Linked DNA regions of Danio rerio: region 1 is linked to region 2. Evidence: chromatin contacts called from public Micro-C data. All regions are on one chromosome and are shown on one strand. The core of a region is the stretch at or near the end of the contact, and the rest is flanking DNA. Distances in the headings are between cores, read along the strand shown.

Evidence for each region. A called contact is a pair of places that touch in the nucleus more often than the background predicts.
Region 1: a contact with region 2 is called in a Micro-C map of caudal fin, with 2.4 times the contacts expected there. The contact joins the promoter of LOC137487742 here to the promoter of exoc3l2b in region 2. A contact is called at or near these places in 4 of 18 Hi-C or Micro-C datasets (caudal fin, embryo and an unstated tissue).

The regions. Positions count from the first base shown.
Region 1 is chr15:22,827,649-22,833,311 of GRCz12tu, forward strand. LOC137487742 reads left to right here and starts at 3,638. Exons shown (of 4, transcript XM_068218795.2): 1 at 3,638-3,904; 2 at 4,091-5,573; 3 at 5,663. The coding sequence starts at 3,701. It overlaps plekhg2 (pleckstrin homology domain containing, family G (with RhoGef domain) member 2), which reads left to right. Exons shown (of 16, transcript XM_073923603.1): 13 at 1-10; 14 at 92-190; 15 at 335-373; 16 at 562-1,698. The coding sequence ends at 578.
Region 2 is chr15:22,653,352-22,659,042 of GRCz12tu, forward strand. exoc3l2b (exocyst complex component 3-like 2b) reads right to left here and starts at 2,727. Exons shown (of 13, transcript XM_021472940.3): 1 at 2,554-2,727. The coding sequence starts at 2,699.

The sequences.
Region 1 (5,663 bases), core at 2,388-4,887, 180 kb after region 2:
AGGCAATCAGGTCTGGCTTGTAGTGTTAATTAGGTACCTGAGAATGGCAAACAGAAATGATTTATTCACTCATGCAAGAATCTCTTAACAGAGCCACCAGAATTCATCTACACCCCTGAAAAAGCCAAGAAAAGCCTTCCCATGCTGTTAGAGGGTAACCTGCCATACAAACGTGGAAGAAGACAGTCCGGTGAATAAAATTCAACTCTATAAATTGGCATAAAATTAGTGTTTTGTGTTATATACTCAACTATATATACTTTGTACTTTTGTACTTTGATGCATTCTATTCCTAAAGATTAAAGTCTAAAATCTAATCTTTGTGTGCCTCAAGCGCCTGCCAAAGATATAGAAGCTGCATTTCAGCAAAGCGGTGAGTGTAAACTGAAATACTTTCACTTTCGATTATTTTGTTTTGTAGTGATGATGTTGCTTCAAAAGTGACTGAAAAAAAAGCATAATTGAAACAGATTTATTGTCTTTTAAAAAGAAATTAAATTCATGTTTGTTTCTGCTCTTCGTTTCCTGACCCGTCATGGCTTCACTCTTCATGGGATCCAGGTTCTTTAAAGGTGTGAGAGAATTGCATTTTTTTTCTAACACACAGTGCTCAGCATATATTATTACACCCCCCACATTTTAAATTCATATCTTTAATAGGAAACTATACAATATTATATTTGTGCATATGCATTAGTCAGTACTGAAGCCAAATCTGGAGCTTATCTAACCAAATAACTTACGTTAACTGTCTAAAAACTAGCACAACCAAATTTATATCATATATTTTTTATCAAATCAAGAGAAGCAAAAACATTTAAAGATTTAGTTGAATTTTTTTAGGTTGTAATTTTGTTTGCAATATTTAGCTTGAATTTATTTGTATTATCTTTCAATTTCTAAATATGTTTGGTGACTAAAATATTATTTCAATAAATATATCTGTTTAATAAATCTGTTTTGTTTAAATGCACCAAAATACATTGAATATATTCACTGAGAAATTGATAAACATTAATTTTCAAAATGTGCTGTGCTTAAGTTATGCTGAAGTCTGCAAATACATTATTCCTGCAACATAATGTAGTCTTGTAGCAACAAGGGTTTGTTAAATATCAGTAGCTATGTTTCCATCCAAAGATGTAGGACGATTAGGACGATTCTAAGGGCCTACGCATTTTAGGGGGCGCTCAGAGATATTATTAGGGGCCCACCACCGCACAACCAAAATCTTTTTTTTTTTTTTTTTTTTTTGCATAAATAAACCTCAATCCTGAACAAAACTATTAAATTGACTAGAAAATTATAGGATTTTAACTCTTAAATTGCCAAATTCATAAATGATGTCACTGATTTGGTGGAAAAACATACAAAATGACGTATTTCCAATATAAAAAGTTATTGTGGATTTAATTTTTTTTTACTTTTTGTCAAAGAATTGGACGTGTGAAACGACATTGCCTTTGATGCATTGTTTTTGATTGATTTTCATTTTTTTCTCCCTAATTTATTGTTGGTGGCTGTTTTTGCCTTATTGACTTCCATTATAAACACTTTGTTTTTATTAAAAAACCATGATGCCATATAATCATTAATTTTTTTATTGTTGGTGGTTTTCCCTCATGGGAAGAGTTAAAATTTGTAATTTTAACTGTTGATCATCAGTTGGTACCATTAATCTTTTAGATTGGCCTGTGCAAAAAAAAGGGGAAAAAAAGCTTAGTTTTTGGATTTTTTATTAAGTATTACAGCAAATAAAAGTGTGTGTATGTGTGTGAGAGTGACCTTTGCGCACTTACCTTGATGTGTCTGAGAAAATCAAAATATGCATTTCAGCTCTCAGAACTACATGAAGTGAATAAAAACAAAGACTGTGTATTTATGTACCATCAAAGGTGGTTATAATTGAAGTCAATAGACTGATTTCACGCGACCCCCATTTTTTAAAAGCGAAATCGAGGCTGCGGTGGGATGAAACCCGGTAGTATCGTTGGGAGTTACATGGAATGTTGTGTACCTGGCTGTATATGTTATCAGTGAAGAGAAAGTGACACAAACTTATTTTTCACCGCCTTCTAAGTGACCCGAAGGTCCGTTCTGAATCAATGGAGAAAATAAAAAGGGAGACCTCATTTTCAGCTATGGAAATGGCACTAGTTTGCTAACGTTTTCTTTCCCAAACACACATTTTAGATGACATTTATCAAACTCAGGTTAATGAACTGGTTCTTTCACTATATTAGACTTGTCATGATACTGAATTAAAAGAAAAAACGTCAATTTCCCACTAACATTTAAGGCACTGTTGATGGCTTTCTTAAAACAGCTGATTTGCCATTGTGTTCACATGCTCGACAGAAATGAATGTTTGGCTGAAAAGGTCATCAGTTCACCCTCCACTGTTTACCAAGTACAAACACCGACGAGCCATCTGAAGAGCGGTAAACTGATGAGTACTGGTAAATACTATTGTAAATCAGCGCTGTTTATGAACACGCTCAGTGGCGCTTGAATGTTAGTGGGAAATGGACATTTTTCACAACTTCAGTACCGGGACAACACTATTACAGACAACACGAGCGTGTGCTACACAGGACTGCATTGTTTTATCGCTCACTGGGTTACATAGATTAAAGCAGGAAAGCGTGATTTTTACCTGCTGGCATGAACTGAAGTCTAGGAGGACGCTTGAACATATTAATCTTACAGAGATTGATATGTTGTTTGATGCTAAATTGCTTTTAATTGTTTAAATTAAACTTACTGAATGTTATTAAAGTGAAGGTTACATCATTTCTGCATTTTGAAATGTCTGCAACAGCAGAAGGTTCATAGTCCACAGCATGTTACTGCAATGTGTTCAGTGCTGGTCCTATACTCCCGGGTTTTTTCCCACCGCAGCCTCTCTTTGGTTCTTTAAAATGGCGGTCGCGTAAAATAAGCGCATGGGGCAAAAACAGCCATCAACATTAAATTAGGAAGAAAAATTATAATATAACAATGCATAAAAACCAATGTTGTTACTAATCATTCACATGTCTAAGACTGAGATAAAAGGTTAAAAAAATCCAGTTCACAACAACTTTTGATATTGAAAATACATCATTTTGTGTGTGTTTTTTCCCCCCTGTAATTTTCTAAGCTATTTAGTAATTTAGTAGTAGGCCAGGACTGATGTTGATTAACAGATTTACTCAAAAAAATAATCAAATAAAAAATTATCTGATGCATTTTTACAGCAGTTTACTGTAACTCGGTAGATGTTTTCATCCCCAACATAATAAAAATAGACACAATGGACCATTCTTAACCCGTGTGTACTGTTTGAATTTACTAACTTTTTGTTATCACAAGATCCCCTTAAAAAGATGTCACATGGCTTTTTTATGTGTATGAGGGGATTTATTTAGTAAATGGGTTTCCATTGTAGTTTATTCACACTTTATCTTATCAGATATAGACTATTCAGTTGTGCATATACAATTTTTGTGAGCATATTCAAAGACTATGTTTTCATTAAGTATTTTTATGCGATGATCCAAAATGCCTATTAAAATAGGTGGATGGAAACATAGATAATATCACAGCCGTGTATGTTACTCAAGGGTCTACAGTGACCTTACTTTTATTATGAACACTTATTTTCATTTAGAGTTCTCAAGCTGGCAGTGAAGGGGAATTGTGCCCACAGGCTGATAGTATGGGCTCTTCAGGCAGTACTAGTACTCTGGCATCCTCAGTCATTGAAGTTGAATCTGGACGTGATGATCTCGCCTTGTGTCAAGATGAAGATGATATGACACCACTCCCTCCACCACCAACACTGTCTATTACTGAAGAAATCATGGAGTTCATTAACCAGAGCCGTGCTCGGCAGGGCATGACAGAGTTGATATCTGATAGGGTAAGTATAACACATTATGAAACGCATTATGAAACACATTATGAAACCTCAAACAACATCCAGAGACTGTAATTGCTTAAGTATTTCAGAACAATGTTTTTTTTTCTATCCGTATACTCATTTACAGCAGTGATTTTGTAGGTACCCATCTAAAATAAAGTGTTTTCATTTGTTTTACTTCTATAGTGTCAGTTGATTCCAGAGACCTTAGAAGTTCAGCCATTGGAAGCACAGGAGTCAGAGGAATCCAAACCACTTATAGCTGAGATGGATGAAAATACACATGCGATCATTAATGTCCACAGATCTGATGCAGAGAAAACTGAATCAGTCCAAGACGAGGACAGCCATCCTTCCTGTGAAGAAAATATTTCTCAACCAAATGAGCCGAAGGGAGTATCACCAACTCTGCATGTCTCTACTGAGGAAAATCAATTAGAAGAGCTGACATTCCAAGAGGCCAGTTGTGGTGAATCATGCAAATCAGAGACCTTAAGTGAAGGAGAGAAAGATAATGAGAACTCTGTTAGTAAAAGTGAAAATAAATCAGATAAATCTGCAAATGAGACAGCATGTGAGGCCAATTCACATTGTCCTCTTTTTGATACTTCAGAGAAAGCATCTGAAAGCTCTCCCAAAATAGAACCTGAGCAAAAACTGACCAAAAGTGACAAGCAGATTATTGAGAAGATTCGCAGCTATTATGAGGCAGCGGAGACAGGAGTTGAGGAAGGTCAGTCTACACGAAGAAACAGCTTTTCTCATATTCCTGCAGGATTAGTGAAGGATTCTGTAACACGATTCAATGTTTGTGTTCGTCAGGACAGTTTGTTTGAGTCTGAGAGTGGCCGCTCAGACACTGTTGACACTGACTCAGCATTTTTAATACTCCCTGTATCTGACCAAGCTGACCAGACTTTCAGCCATCAGGAATCTGTTGATGCAGACATTCCTCCCTCACATTCAGATGCTGACCATCAAGTGGAAGAAATTGACGGCAAGACCTCAATGAAAAAGGATGAAGATGTTTGTGATTTCAGTATGAAACTGTGGAAGGAGAATGAAAGGACTGGCCAAGAGTCTCCAAGCAGTCCGAAAGTCCCCATCTCAAGAGAGAACAGCTGTGGTGAACATACAGATGCTCCTGAGAAATTGTCCGTAAATTGCATAACAACCCAAGTACAGCATAAACAATCGGAGAGTTTACAATGTGATCCAGACGCACCAGACAAATCTAATCTGCAGGTCACAGAGACAGCACATGCATCACTTCAATGTGCTAGTAAAACTAGACCTAGGATGTCTTCTAATGGAAGCCTGGATAGCCTTCCCAGTCAGATTAAAGTTGGCAGATGGTCTCGTCATGGCAAGGTGGTTACATGTAGCCAAACCCTTTATGAAGGAATGGCCGAGGTACCAGATTTAGGATTTTTTGAGGGTGGACCAGTCAATCAGTGCTTGGTGGAAAACTCAGAAAAGATTTTAAATAAAGTGCAGATGCTTGCACGCATGTACACTGCCAAGGCAAGCAGCATGAAGGTACCGCTACATCAGAAAAAAACACGAGTGAGTAGGGGAGCATGGTCAGTGGATGGAAAAGGGAGCACTTCACCCAAACCCCAGCAAGTAAAGCTTCACCAGGGGGATATGAGGATAAGCCAGTCTGCAGGTGAGTTCTGAATTTAAACAAAGTTCATTACCTTGCTTGGAGGAAAAATATTTCAATGTTTTTTAATGCTGTCTTTGGTTTTGTTGCAGA
Region 2 (5,691 bases), core at 1,477-3,976:
ATACTCAAATGACTGTAATTAAGTAGTTTTTCTCAGATATTGTAATTTACTAAGTAGTCCAAAGTGTGTACTTTTATTTTTCCTCGAGTACATTATTAGTGTAGTATTGGTACTTTTACTCCACTACTTTCCTTCAACCTGCAGTCACTACTTTATTTTTCCTTGTCTATGGAGATTAGAAAAATCCGTCCTGTGATTTCTGTCCAATCAAATCGCGCATAGAAGGAAAATCGCATCATAATGAACAACCTCAAGACATGGACAGTGTTTATAATTGCAGCAAACTGTTTGGAAGCATTAAATGTGTTCAAAAAAATGTCCAAAATCTTTACACACGCATTGACCCAGAGACTGTTTAGATGCATGTTACAGATGAGAAGATGACAGACGAGTATGATGACATACATAATGATTTTTACAACAGATACTTTTACTATACTTGCACTACATTTTTAGGCAAGAAATAGTACCTTAACTTAAGAATGATTTTTCAGTACACTTTCCACCACTGGATGAGAGTGATGCTCTCAACTATGAAAAAAAAACAGATGCTTTAAAATGAGCACACACACACACACACACACACACACACACACACACACACACACACACACACACACACACACACACACACACACACACACAAAAATACACAGAACTGTGGTTGATCATTTTCAAATTTACATAATGTCAGGATAATGCAGTTTGTTTGTAGTGAAATATATGGATGTACATTTTAAAGTGTGACTTTACATTTTTAGTATTTGTTGACTGTATCAGTATCATTGTTGGTCCACTGTTAGGCATTATGTTAAGTTCATATAAACTGACCCTAATTGTAGTAGTTGCAGACTGTTGAGTAATGATGGAATTAGTAGATCTTTAGGCTAGGCTTAGGGAAAATCTAAATTTGGATTAGATTTCGTAGATCAAAAAAAGTTCTTGTAAAGTTTGTAATGGGGTTTGTAGGTCTCTTGGGGTTGGGGTCAGCATTAGTATAATATTAGATTGGGTTGGGTGGTTTTGGTTAGGTTAGTATTCTAGGTTAGGGTTGAAATTTTCTTGTAAAGTTATGTACAATTACCTGAATATATGATGGCATTAGAGTACGGTTAATAATTACAAGACTACTTTGCTGGTATTGGTATTTAATAGTCATGAAAGGGTTAAAAATAAGATCAGGTTAGAGTTAGAGTTTGTTTTGAGTTAGCAGAGTAAATTGGCATTTTTGTGTAAAGTTATTTATAGTCTGTATGTCTGATTAGATTTTAAAACTGATAGTGAAAGTACTTGTATAGTCTGGCTTAGGTTATGTGTATAGTTTAAAGATATGTACAATGCATGCATAGTTATTATAATTAGACTACACCGCTCCAGTATGTCAGTTATGTATAGGTTAAAAATAGCTCTTACATCTAGTGTTGTGTTTATATTTATGATTATGTTTATTTATGTAGCAGCGTGGTTCTGTTAGACGCTGCATTTTGTTCCACTGTATGTCCACACATGTAAAGGAATGACAATAAAGCTCAACTTGAATTGAGTTTAAAAAGGGTTAGGTTTAGCAGGGTTAGATGACGGATGAGTTTAGTTAGGGTAAGTAGAATAAGTAAAATTGTTTGCATGACTTATAGGTTATGTATATTTCTTGCCATGTCCATTCATCTTAGGTTTAATGCAAGATAGATATTATGATACAGTTATGTAATGTTGTAAGTACCAAAATACAGTAATGACAGTGCATAACATTCTATTTTGAGCTTTTCACATTCTTGGATTCTGAATTGTGCATTGTTATGGCAATACTATCAATTGCTATATAAATATAGTGGCCAAATGTATCAATAGCAGTCAAGTAGTACAAGTCACAGACCCTAGAACAATCCCAGTGTACAAGTCAGAATTACAAGATCTACAAGGAGGTGAATCCATCCTCAAGTTAATGAATAAAACAAGTATGGTACAAATGACATGGCATAATCAAATCTTCTATAGATTCTTAGAGGTTAGGAAGAATTTAAAACGTAAAGCAAATGTAAACAATGTACGTTTAAGGATCATCAAGTTAAAATGTATATAATAAGCAGACAGTCTACTAAAACTCCATGACTTCTAGTTGACAGGTGTTGCAAACCTATAGTCCACAGAATGACAAGCAGAATTATAATAAGAATCAATAATTGACACATTTAAATAAATGTTTATGATAGTTTATGAAAATGTATTTAGAAAAGACATATTTATATTTTAAGATTAAAACACCTTTCCAGTTTTAATTAAAAGTGTTCACACAAGTGTTTACATAATGTGCAGGCTCAAATAAGCATGGAGGTTGTGTATATCCTTGACCAATACAGCATCCCCTCAGCTCATCAAAACATCTGAATAACCTTCTTTGGCCATAATAAATAACAGAAGAACAGCTGAAAGTAAAACTTATGACATTAAAACCACCACTACTGAAGCACTTAACTGTCCTCCACATGTCACAACAGGCTTTCTAACCAGTCAAATGTTTGAAAGAACTGTCAAAGCAAAAAACATTCGCCTTACCTTGTTTGGCAGCAAAGCGATGGTAAATCCCTAAAAGTCTCAGAGCAGGGACATCCCAGTGTCCCAGCGACTTTATATCTGTGTGTGTTTTTGTGTTGGTTTGTCAGGCAGTAAGTGTCCGATTCAGAGAGCAACTGACCATACATGTGCTGTCGTCCAACTGAATGCGCGTCTGAAGCCCGGGACTAGCTGTGGTCACTTCCTGAGTTGTTTTGGAGCGCATAAGACGATGCTTTTTCCTCAGGAAGCCGGCCATCCCCTTTCCTTTCCACCAGCTCTGAGCTTCCCCCACCACCACTTGGGCCTCTGGGATCATGGGCAGTGGCACTATGACTCCTCTAATTACTCACAGAGGCGTGGATGTGATGCAGTGTTTTTCTGTTATAGACTGGCATGGACTGAATGTCATGCATCAAAGGAATTGACAACAAAACTGGCCTCATTGCATCCACTTGCTGGAGAAAGTCTTACCAGCAGTAGGAACCAAGAAGAAGAAGGTTTGTCATCATGCATAGTTTACTGTGTAAGTTTACTCACCCTCAGGTCATCCAGATGAGATGTTTTGCTGGAGTTGAACATTGATGAAGAATTTGTTTTAGCTAAAACCATGGTACTCATGGTTTTAAGTCAACGACTAATAGCATTTTGGTGGTCATATGCAGGCAAAACAAAATTAATACCAGTGGTTATGATCTTAAAGAGTTAGTTTACCAAATGGCTTCGTTCATTTTTGGAATACAAATTAAGACATTTTAAGTGAAATCCTAGAGCTCTTTACCCTACACAGACAGCAATGGTCACTAGACATTCAAAGTCCAGAAAAGGAATTTAAAACATTGTCAAAATATGAGACTTTAGTAGTTTAACTGTAATCATACGAAGCAAGAACACTTTTATGCACAGAATAAAACTGTAAATATGACTTTGTTTGCCCTTGTCTTCTGTCAGATCAGCGTGCATGTTTACCATGGGTAGGATGATTGCATGTTGCACTGCTGACTCTAATGGCAACACTTACCACGTAGCAAAACATCTCTGGCTCAGCTCTAGCACACACAATCAGCTTTTGCTTGGCCCACATGACGCAGTGAATTACGGTACATGACTTGACCAAGTCTGGCTTTCAGACAAGGCCCAAACATGGACCATAATGGGGCCAAGTATTAAATAAGTTAATAACCCATAACTGAGCCTGAAATGGCCCAGATACAGTATGTTGGTGTGTCATGACTGCAATGAAATTGAACCCATGAATCTTTGTGCTTTAGGCGTGCTTTTTCTCGAAGCGAAAATAATAAAATGTATTTTAAATGTGTGTCAATACAGGCCAAACTTAAATGGCCCACATATCAATTTCTCTGGTCCAGCTCTGACCCACTCAATCAGCTTTTGCTTGGCCTACATGCCGCAGTGAGTTACGGTACATGACTGGACCAAGTCTGGCTTTCAGACAGTGGCCAAACATGAACTGTATCTGTGCCAAGTCTTAGCCAAGTTAATAACTATTAACCCATGAATCATTGAACTTTTCTTGAAGCAAAAATAATAAAACGTATTATAACTGTGGGTCAAGATAGGCCAAACTTTCATGGCCTTCATATCAATTATTACCATATGGGCCACAATGTACACATGCTACAATGTACAACTGGCGCAAGCATTGTGTGCTGCCTTAAAGACGGTGCCACCTCTGTCAAACCAGGGCCATGCTGAACATGCCGTTTACGCCAAATCTGGGCAAGAATTCTTTGCTACCTGGATTCCACCTGCTCTTAGTTAACATGCACCCCTACCTGATGCAGGATAGGCAGTACTGTTGGTGAACACAGTTTTGGGGATTTTTCAATCACGCAAAAGTGATCCTTGGAGCTTTGTTTGATTACAGTTGAACGACTAATGTCAGATATAATGTTTCGACAAAGTTTTTGGCTCCGTTTCTGGACTTTTAGAACTTCTCTGGACCATTGCTGTCTAGGATGAGGCGCTCTCTATATCTGTCATCTAAAATATCTTAATTTGTGTTCCGAAAATGAGTAAAAGTTTCTGGGGATGGGGATAACATGAGAAGGTGTGATTAATAACAGAATTGTTGTTTTTGGGTAAACTAATCCTTTAATTTGATTGCAGCATTGATGGAAAATTACAACCAAAAGCCACATAATATTGTATTATATCAGTTGTTGTTGTTGTTGTTGTTGTTGTAAAAATAGCAATGAGCAGCAATAAACTTAATTCTTTCATCAATTTTCTACTATTTATTTTAGTCTTAAAGTGATTGTTCAGCCATAACTGAAAATTTTGTCATCATTTACTAACCCTTAACTTGTTCCAAACCTGCTTTCGTTCTTTTGGTAAAACACAGAGGAAAATATTTTAAAGAAAGCTGAAAATGTGTATGTATTGACTTCCATATTTGTTTTTTCTACTATTACATGTTATCAGCTTCTTCAAAATATCTTCTTCTGCTATATGTTTTTTTTTTTCCTTTTTGGGTTAACTATACCTTTAAGTCAGAGATGACCAAAATAGGGCCTGCGGGCCAAAGTTTGCTTATGGTAACCTATGATTTTCTAATTTAACCTTTTGTTTATTTGTTTGTTTAAATGTTGAGCCAAAAAAAAAACAAAACAAAAAAAATCTAAAACGAGATTTTTAAATATGTAAATGCTGTCGCTTGAAGATAGAGGTTAATACACAAGGCAGTGCAGCTTGACTTATGTGGCATTGAACATCGTGGTGTTAAAGTGTTTGTATGTTTTTATTATAAGTTCATTATAAAATGTAAAAAACAATATTAATACGAATAAAGTAATTTTTCTATTTATTGTTGAATAATAAAACATTAGAAAATTACCAAAGAAGCTTCATGGTGTATACCTTCAGCCCACCATTCTCAATCAAGTTTGGTTTTTGGCCCTTCATTAGCCAAAGTTTAAGCATCCCTTCCTGAAAGGATTTTTAAAAAAGTTTAGAATGGACCAACAGTTGACTCCTTACAAATGTAGCTTGGGGCCCAGAAGTTTATGGACTGCTTACACGGGTCAGTTGGTTTATTTCATAGACCCGAGGGTAAGTAAATTAACTACAAATTCTGGACTGAACTAGTCTATGTAACAGGTGCTACATGTTATAAAAACC